Regions from separate parts of the Mus musculus genome. Here all the other regions are linked to region 3. Evidence: chromatin contacts called from public promoter capture Hi-C data. All regions are on one chromosome and are shown on one strand. The core of a region is the stretch at or near the end of the contact, and the rest is flanking DNA. Distances in the headings are between cores, read along the strand shown.

Region 1 (3,061 bases), core at 212-2,711, 1.1 Mb before region 3:
AAAAACAAAACAAAACAAAAGAAATGACTTTTATCTGGAAACACCCCAACTCTCCAACAAAATTCAAGCAGATCTATAGTTAGTTAATCCAAACAATAGAATACTATTTAACAATTAGAAAGGAGGACTGAACACAGCTCATCAGTTAAGAAGACTGACTGGCTGCTCTCACAGAGAATGCAGGTTTGTTTCACACATTGTAGCTCAGGACCACCTGTGACTCTGACCCAAGGTCATGCAACACTTTCCTCTGACCTCTTTGGGCACCAGAGACACACATGGCACTTAGACATGCAGGCAAAGCATTCATACACATAAAATCAAACCAAATAAATCTTTAAAAAAATAAGTTATTTACTTATTTAGATGGACAATGGTGGCGCATATTTTTTATTCTGAGCACTCTGGGAGGCAGAGGCAGGCATATCTCTGAGTTTGAGGCTAGCCTGGTCTACAGAGTGACTTCTAGGTCAGCCAGAAACCCTGTCTCAAAAACCAAATAAATAAGTGAAAATACGAGAAGCTCATGTCACATACATCAGGGTAGGCTCATGTGTTAGTGTGCTGTGCATGGCTCTTTTGATACAGTGTCTCATTCTGTAGGCCAGTCTTGGAAGACAGAGTACATGGATCTTCTGCCTCAGCCTCCAGAGTGTGCTGGGATGACAGACATACATCACCATGTGTAAAACTATAGTGTTCTGTAAAGCTTTGATCTGCAGTGAATGAAGCGTCTTTGTCATCTTTGTTGTCTAGCACAGTAAAAGCACGGTTTACACAGCATACATATTGTGTGAGGTGCTCTAGATATAGCAGGAGGCCAGGTATGGTGACTCACACCTACAATCCAAGCGCTCGGGAAGCTGATGCAGGAGGATTCTGAGCTTTCTGCATGCCACCCAGCCTGGGCTGCTCAGCAAGACCGTAGCTCAAACAAATGAATGTAAAAATAAGGCATACTGTGTAGTATCTGTAGGCTCTACTCAGGTGCCATGTCACTTCAGGAGACATTTCCTAGGCTGCAGGTATGGGTAGAATGATTACATTGTTAGTAACTGTAGTGATTGAGGGGCACAGTAGACCTCTTGAGCTTGAATTTATTCTGGCTATCAATAGATATTTGGTGGACGCCTGTATCTTCTTAAGCCGCGAGGAAAGACTTCAAGAATGTTCCATTCGCTGTAGGAAATCGCTTCCTGCCAAGCCTCCAGCCACACTCATTCAGTACCACGCGACCCTGGACAGCTCCGGGATGGAGGCCCTACTTCCGGAACTATGTTGCCAAGTAGTGTTTTCTATCGGAATCATTTGGTAGCTGCACTCATGTTTAGAAAGGAGAAAACTGCTTTCCGGAGCCAGTAGGCGTTGCAGAAGGATTGGCAGCAGCATCGACCAATGGACTATGAGTTCTGTCGAGTGGCACTGACAGTGTCCAATAGACGCTGATGTGGGCGGGGCGTAGGTAGCAGCTCGCAGCCCCGGGGGTCTCGGCTGGTCCGCTGCGGCGGGGTCCGGACCGCGGGGCAGTTGGCGGCAGGTGGCACTGGCTGGAGGCCTGAGGAGCTGTCAGAGGTACAAGAGGGGTCAGGGCGTGGCCTGGGCGTGGCGGGCTTGGGGCAGGGCGGAGCCGAGGGCCCTGGCCGACCGTGCCTGCCTGTTCACAGAGTCTTTGCTTCAGTGTGAGGCTGAGTGGAGCACACAGTAGGCGCACAATAAGTGATTAAGGAAAGACTGAGCTTGTCGCCCGCCAGCCCTGCCCCGACTGGCCCGATTTTGAGAGCACCCGAGGTATCCCTACCTGACCCTGTCTTCTAGCATCAATTGGGCGCCTGTTGTATGCACTTTGCCTTGTGTTCACAGCAGTGGAGGGAAGGACTTTAAGGGAGTTATTTTTGTTGTTAATTTTTTAAAAAATTATAGTAATTATGTCCTTTATAATATTCCTCTAGAATATTTTAATTTTAAAGTTTAACTTAATTTTAACCTTATTTATTTCATCCTAATTTTCTTTCGTATTTTATTTTCATTTTTTTTTTTGTTTTTGTTTTTGTTTTTGTTTTTTTTGTTTTTTGAGACAGGGTTTCTCTGTATAGCCCTGGCTGTCCTGGAACTCACTTTGTAGACCAGGCTGGCCTCGAACTCAGAAATCCGCCTGCCTCTGCCTCCCAAGTGCTGGGATTAAAGGCGTGCGCCACCACTGCCCGGCCTATTTTCATTTTTAAAATTTACTTTCCTTCTTTTTTTTTTCGACAAAATTTACTTTTCAAATTTATTTTATGTGTCTGTGTTTATGCACATGTGTGCAGTGCCCAAAGCGGCCAGAAGAGGGGAATAGATAGATCTTTCTAGGCTAGAATGGAACCTTGGTCATCTGCAAAAACAGCCAGTGCTCTCAACTGCTGAGAGTGTCTCTGCTGCTACTATCTTATCTTATTATTTCATTTCTTTATTTATATTTCTTTCCAAGTCAGGGTTTCTCTTTGTAAACCTGGCTGTCCTGGAACTCACTTTGTAGACCAGGCTGGCCTCGAACTCAGTAATCTGCCTGCCTCTGCCTCCCAAGTGCTGGGACTAAAGGCGTGCGCCACCACTGCCCGGCTGTATTTTCTTTTTAAATTTTGTTGTATTACTTTATTCTGAAGTAGGGTCTTCCTCACTGTCCAGGCTGGTCTCAAATGTGTAGCCGTTGTCCCGCCTCACCCTCCTGTGTACTAAGATGATAGTCACATCCCTTCAGACCGTGTATGTGCACACGTGAGGAGCCTAAACTTCCATATCAGTGTCTTCCTTGATCGCTCCCATAATTTAACATTTTACATATATGTGTGTTTTGCTTCTTTTCATGGCTGTGCACCTGTTGGGAACAAAATAAAGGGGGACCCTGGGGGCCCTGGGGAAAAGTGGGGGAGGAAAAGGGGTCTAACGTCCTGCTAGGGTTCCTGTGCTCTGGGCAGGCAGATGCAGGCAGAGCTGCCGGACGCTTTTCCACAGGGCCCAGGGTGAGCATGCCTGACTCATTTAAGAGCTTTATTATAGAAATGCAGGGGAGAGAGAGAGAGAA
Region 2 (3,151 bases), core at 541-3,040, 1.3 Mb before region 3:
CCTGGGGCCACAGGTGGTTTTGAGCTGCTGTGCAAGAGTGCCAGGTACCGAACCTGGGTCCTCTGAAATGGCAGCCAGTGCTCTAACCACTGGGCCCTTCTCCAGCTCCGAACTGAGTTTAAACGGTTTGATTTGTAAAGAAGTTTGTAGTATGTTTTGTATTGTGATGTTCACTGACAAGCGATCTTGAGGACTAAAGTCACTGCTAAATAGTCGTACTGCTGTGTCAATTTGACAAAGGTCAGTTGTGCTGAACTTTGATCAACTTGACACAAGCTAAAGTCATCTGAAAGGAGGGAACCCACTGAGAAAATGCCTCCATGAGATCAGGCTGTAGGCAAGCCTGTAGGGTGGTTTCTTAATTAGGGACCAATGTGTGTGGCGCCATCCCTGGGCTCTGGTCCTGGGTTCTATAGGACAGCAGGCTGAGCAAGCCATGGGGAGCAAGCCTGTCAGCAGCGCCCTCCATGGACTCTGCATCAGCTCTGCCTCCAGGTTCCTGCCCTGTGTGAGCTCCTGTCATGGTGATCTGGAAGTGTGAGTCACGCAAATCCTTTCCTCCCAGCTTGCTGTTGACTGGAGCGTTTTCTTTTCTTTTTTTTTTTCTTTTCATCATTTGTATATTTGTGTGTGTTGTGCTACGGCAGTGGACTTGCCTGACTTACAGACCTGGAACTCTGGTCCCCACAGTGACCCTCTCACCAGCTCTTGGCCCGGGTGTGTTATCACTGCAACTGTAACCCTAACCAAGCCACTGAGTGAAGAGGACACTCGTCCCCAGCCGTCAGCCCCCAACTCCTCACACACAGCCAAGCGCCTTCTCTCCACTTGGCACGGACATTATTCATGTGGCCTTTTATTTAGAGACAACATCTCCTTTAGTTCTTCAGCCTGGCCTCATACTCACTGTAGCTCAGGCTAGCCCTGAACTTAGACACACACACACTGCCTCAGCTTCTCTCTTCAAAGATTGGATTGGAAGCCTGTGCCACTTGCCTGTGCTTTACTGACTTCCAAAGACCAGAGGCTCACTTTACCCTGCCTAGCTTAGCCCCCCATCCATTAGACACAGAACCCCAGACCCCATCCTCGTCTGGAGAGCCCCCCATCCATCAGGGACTGAACCCAAATTCATCCCTGTCTAGAGGGTAACCCATCTGTCAGACACCAGAACCCCCAATCCATACTCACCTGGAGGGTCCCCCATTCATCAGGGATTAGAACCCCCAATTCAGGCCCATCTGGAGGGTCCCCCATCCACTAGACATCAGAACCCCAGACTCCATCCCCGTCTCGAGGGTCCTCCATCCATCAGGAACCAGAACTCTGACTCCATCCCTGCCTGGAGGATTCCCCCATACATCAGACACCAAAAACTCCAATTCTATCCATCAGGGGCCAGAACACCCCACCCTATTCCCGCTTGGAAGGTTCCCCAAGGTCTCAGGTCCTCTCTGAGGTCAGTCCCCTCCCCCAACTCTGTCCTCCATCCTCGGTCCCCACCCTACCCATCCAGGTCGGTCCCTCCTAGGCTAGCCCTATCCCCACGGGGTCCCCGCCCCCACCCTGCCTGTCACTCCCCGGACTCCCCGCCCCGCCCTCCCGCGGACCCCAGGGGCCGTCGCCCCGCCTCGGGCCCGCCCCGCTCCCCGTGACTCACGACCGAGTCCCGCGGGGTTGGGGCGCCTCGCCGCCCACGGGGCTCGTTACCTGGACGACGGGTTGGTGCCCTGCGCGAGGCCGGAAGAGCTGCTAGCCGCCATGTCCACGTCCTCCCGGAGCCCACGGGAGTGACGTCAGGGCCTTGCCCCCGACGCACCGCCCCGTGCTCGTTCAAGCCCCGCCCCTGCTCGAACCTGCCATCCCTAGCCCCAGAGAGCCTCAGCCTGTCTCCGCCCACCGGCCAAGCCCCGCCCCCTACGGAGGACGCCTAACTCAGGTGCCTCTATGATGATGAAAGGACATCTTAGGGAAGTCGGTTCTAGACCCGGCCTGCCATCCGCCACGTGGAGTCCCAGGGATCAAGGATCAAACTCCAGTAGTTGGGCTTGGCGGCAAGCCCCATCACCTGCTGATGTACACTGCCACCTTCCTTATCTCTTCTTGGACGCAAGGCAGAGAGCTGGCTGATTCTTGAGAAAGCTTGAGAAATTCCAAGGCTGAGAGAGTGGGTGGGTGGCACGTGACCATCCTTGACCTGAGCATGTGTGGCCTCCAAGGCTTAAGGCTCTAGGTGTGTAGCCCACGTCTTTCTAGAAGGCAGGGGGACTGTGGCAGTTTCTCTTGAGTTACATGTGATCTTTTCCCCTATTATTTATTGCAAGCCCTGTGCCCTTGACTTTTGCCTCTGAGAGTCCAACTTCTGACGTGTTCTAGAAAGGTGCAAACTGATTTATCAGTGCTAAAGGAAACACACAAAATGGAGTAATAGCCCAGAAAATGCAAGGAAACCCAGACACCTATTCCAACATGGATGGATGGCCCTTGAGGACAGCATGTCAGCATGAGTCAGACACAAAAGGACACTCGGACCAGGATCTCACTTCCAGGAGGTTCCTGGAGTCCTCAGACTGACAGACACAGGAAGTAAGATATAAGAAGTAGGGAGGTGATGGGCATAGTGTGGGTAGATGGAAGGTTCTGAAAGTGGGTGGGAGTTATGGCCGCACCGACAGGTGAATGAGCCTCGTGCTCAGTGAGACAGTAGGCACGCATTTCCATGGTGGGAAATGCCTAGAACAAACCTGTTGTCAGGAAGAGAGAGCCTATGTGACCTATACTCACATGTACACTCGTATGAACGTAGGAGATCCGAGAGTACTGACAGTACAGGCAAAGGCCTTGTGGCAGGAAGGAACTTGATGTGCTCACAGGATGTGCAGAAAGAACCTTGGAGATCCACTACTATGTGGGGTCTTATATTAGTTACCAGGAAAGATAAGAAACTGAATGGAGGGGGGTTAAACCCCAAACATTTATTCTCTCACACTTTCAGGGACCAAAGTCTGGGCGATTAGTTCTTTATGGACACTGGGGACATCCTTCTCTGCTCTCTTTTACTTCTGGTAACGTCTGGAAATCAACTGCAGTTCTCAGCTGCTAAATCAAATTGTAGCTTAGTCTCCATTTTCCCCAGGACCCTTGCTTGCCA
Region 3 (3,261 bases), core at 371-2,870:
TCTGATGAGGGTGGCTGGTCCTCTCTCTAGGACTCTGCAGACCTCCCCAGGACACTTTCTTGTGTGTGTGTGTGTGTGTGTGTGTGTGTCTGTCTGTCTGTCTGTCTGTCTGTCTGTGTGTGTGTGTGTGGCGCACATGTATGCACGCCATGTGCCATGAACCTGGACAAGCATTGTCTCAAGGGCTCATTTTATGCTTTTTTTTTTTTTTTTTTTTGGTGATGTGTGTATCTTGTCCCCAGCTCCCTAGGCCCTGCCTGCCTTTCAGACTGTCCTCTCCTCCTCCTTCTCCCCTCTCCTTATGCCAGGGGTCCAGGACTTCCAGCCAGAAGCCTCTGACCTTGTGTTCCCTGTCCCCTCCCCTGTCCCCTCTGCTGCTCAGCATAGCTGTGGTCACTGCAGAGGTCTTATATGTTCAGCAGGCCTGGCCCTCCTTCCCTTCCCCTTCTGTGTGATTCTTTGAGCTTGGGGGAAAGGGACGATTTTAATAAAGCCTTGGTGCTCGAGTCCTGTCCCCGTGTTTGTCTTTAGGTTTGGTGGGGGTGGGTGAGACTGGGAGATCACTGAGGGCACGAGCTAGCAAGCTGGACACGGGGGAACCTCAAAGTCTCTATAACATTAGTTCATTTTACAACATGTAAAATGCTTAAAGATGAGGTGCCAGGTTGGGGTTCGATGGGGAAAGCAATTGGTTAGCATGCTCAAAGCCCTGGGTTCCATCCCCAGCACCATTTAAACCACATGGTGACCAGTGACAAGTGATTTTGAGGCCAGCCTGGGCCATGTGGTAGACAGGTCTCATTGTTGGACACCTCTGAATCCTAGCACTCAGGAGCCAGAGGCTGATGGATCTCTGTGAGTTCAAGGCCAGCTAGTCTACATAGCCAGGGCCATACAGTGAGACCCTGCCTCAAACAACAGTCACTTGAGGGCCAGCAAAATGGTTAAGCACGTTAAGGTGCTTGCCGCCAAGCTTGATGATCTGAGAGCAAGAACCAACTCCTTGTCCTCTTACGTGCACTGTGGAAGGCACACTTATACACACACACACACACTCACACAGGAGCCCGTGGCTTGGTGGTACACCTCTGTCATCCCAGTAGGTAGGTAGAGGCAGTCACTGGAGAACCTCATCAGTGTCAGGCCAACCTGAGCTATACAGTGAGCAACGAGCTCTGCTGTCAAGAAACAAAATAGAAAAAACGTGAGTGAGCCTCCAATAGGATGTTAGGGTGCTTGTCAGTTCCTCTGAGGAACAAAATATGGAACGCTTCACGAATTTGCGTGTCATCCTTGCGCAGGGGCCATGCTAATCTTCTCTGTATCGTTCCAATTTTAGTATATGTGCTGCCGAAGCGAGCACAAACAAGGCTTTTCTCCAAGGGATATTTATAGTCTCAAAACACACAATTACTTTACAGTTAGGGTGAGTTTCCTTTTGTGCTGTTTTTTAAAATAATAATTTAGTATTTGTATCTCTTATAGAAATCCAAGCCTATCATGTAAAATGTAGCTAGTATTAAAAAGAACAGATTATCTGTCTTTTATCGCACATTAAGCCTCTATAGTTACTAGGAAATATTATATGCAAATTAACCGGGGCAGGGGAGTAGCCGAGCTTCTCCCACAAGTCTGTGCGAGGGGGCCGGCGCGGGCCTAGAGATGGCGGCGTCGGATCCCGGGCGTTGGGGCGAGTGTGGACCGCGGCCGCCGGGCCGACTGGGCGCCCGGGGCGGACAGGTTAGTACGGCGTGCGGGGTACGGGACTCGTGGCTGGTGCGTTTCAGGCTAAAACCGCGAGCGGAAGGCCGAGGGGCGGGGCTTGCGGGGTCAGAGGGCGGGCCTGGGAACAAAGCTTGCTGGGTAGAGGCCGTTGTGGGAGGGATGTGAATAGGGGGAGCCTAAGGCGACGGGGTTGAGGAGGGGGCGTGGTCCGAGGGGCTGAGCCTCCCTGGGAGGGGCGTGGCCTGAGTTCAGAAGTTGGATGGAGGGGCAGAGTCTGAAGAAATAAGACTGATAGAGAGGGATGTGGCCTAGGGAGCGGAGTCTAAGGTGGGCCGGGGTTGGGGGTGCTAAAGATCTGAGATCGATGCAGAGAGGTGACCTAGTAGTCACAAGCTGAGCAGAAACTGAGGCTGAATTTACCAGTTTGGTTTGGAGGCGGAGCCTAGGGTGATTAGACAATGTGGGTGGAGCTTAACGAGCTTGGGCGGGAGGTGGTGGAGGTGTGTGTGTTAAGACTCAGGATTTAGCCGGGTGTGGTGGTTCACGCCTTTAATCCCAGCATTTGGGAGGCAGAGGCTGCGGATTTCTGAGTTCGAGGCCAGCCTGGTCTACAACGTGAGTTCCAGGACAGCCAGAGCTATACAGAGAAACCCTGTCTCGAAAAACCAAAAAGAAAAAAAAAAAGACTCAGGCTTTTTGCCAGGCGCACGCCTTTAATCCCAGCACTTGGGAGGCAGAGGCAGGCGGATTTCAGAGTTCGAGGCCAGCCTGGTCTACAGAGTGAGTTCCAGGAGAGCCAGGGCTACACAGAGAAACCCTGTCTCAAAAAAAAAAAAACAAAAAAAGGCTCAGAATTTGAGCCTTGGATGTTAACTTGTTGAGAGTATTGTGTGGCATGGGCTGCTGCGGGGTCTAAGCTACTAGGTCCCAGGCAAGGCTTGGAGACTGAACTAGAGTGTAGACTGAGGCCCAGACTGAAGTGGTAGGGGTGGGCCCGGTTGTGTGTGTGGAGGGTGCTTAGCGTTTGTAGGCTGAGCTCAGGCTGATCTGGGTTGCCTAGGGAGGAGTGACCCCAGGCGGGGCATCATGGATTTTATAGCAGGGCTCTCGCTGGAGAACATTCTAGACACCCTTTAGCTGGGAGCTGCTATAGAGCACTGCCTCCCTTTTCCCCAGGAGCCAGGGACCGTGCTGGGTGCGGTGGGTATGATGGACCTGGCCTATGTGTGCGAATGGGAGAAGTGGGCCAAGAGCACGTACTGCCCGTCGCTGCCCCTGGCTTGTGCCTGGTCCTGCAGGAACCTCATTGCCTTCACCACAGACCTACGCAATGATGACCAGGGTGAGTGCTGGCTCTCCTTACCTGGCTAGGACCTGGGGATCAAGACCATGTGGGTGGGCTTGCCAGGTGTGGCTCCACTGTGCCTCAGATCTGGAAGGCTCGTGGTGGCAGAGCCAGACACTCTGATGCCAGTTAGAGGGTTTTGAGAGGCCAGGGAAAGCAAGGTGGGAGAAGAGACATACATACACTGCTCA

The links. Promoter capture Hi-C pulls out the DNA fragments that hold promoters and counts their contacts. Capture Hi-C pulls out chosen DNA fragments and counts their contacts.
Region 1: a contact with region 3 is called in a promoter capture Hi-C map of pre-B cells, with 5 times the contacts expected there. The contact joins the promoter of Slc39a3 here to the promoter of Med16 in region 3. A contact is called at or near these places in 2 of 39 promoter capture datasets (liver and pre-B cells).
Region 2: a contact with region 3 is called in a promoter capture Hi-C map of liver, with 5 times the contacts expected there. The contact joins the promoter of Zfr2 here to the promoter of Med16 in region 3. A contact is called at or near these places in 2 of 39 promoter capture datasets (the C10 cell line and liver) and 2 of 9 other capture datasets (adipose tissue and liver).

Annotation. Positions count from the first base shown.
Region 1 is chr10:81,035,715-81,038,775 of GRCm38.p6, reverse strand. It overlaps Slc39a3 (solute carrier family 39 (zinc transporter), member 3), which reads left to right and starts at 1,461. Exons shown (of 4, transcript NM_001358898.2): 1 at 1,461-1,572.
Region 2 is chr10:81,231,802-81,234,952 of GRCm38.p6, reverse strand. Zfr2 (zinc finger RNA binding protein 2) reads right to left here and starts at 1,790. Exons shown (of 18, transcript NM_001034895.3): 1 at 1,711-1,790. The coding sequence starts at 1,763.
Region 3 is chr10:79,907,297-79,910,557 of GRCm38.p6, reverse strand. Med16 (mediator complex subunit 16) reads left to right here and starts at 1,620. Exons shown (of 15, transcript NM_198107.2): 1 at 1,620-1,740; 2 at 2,902-3,067. The coding sequence starts at 1,663. It overlaps R3hdm4 (R3H domain containing 4), which reads left to right. Exons shown (of 8, transcript NM_177994.5): 8 at 1-506. It overlaps Gm24019 (a small nuclear RNA gene), which reads right to left and starts at 1,363; the gene lies at 1,257-1,363.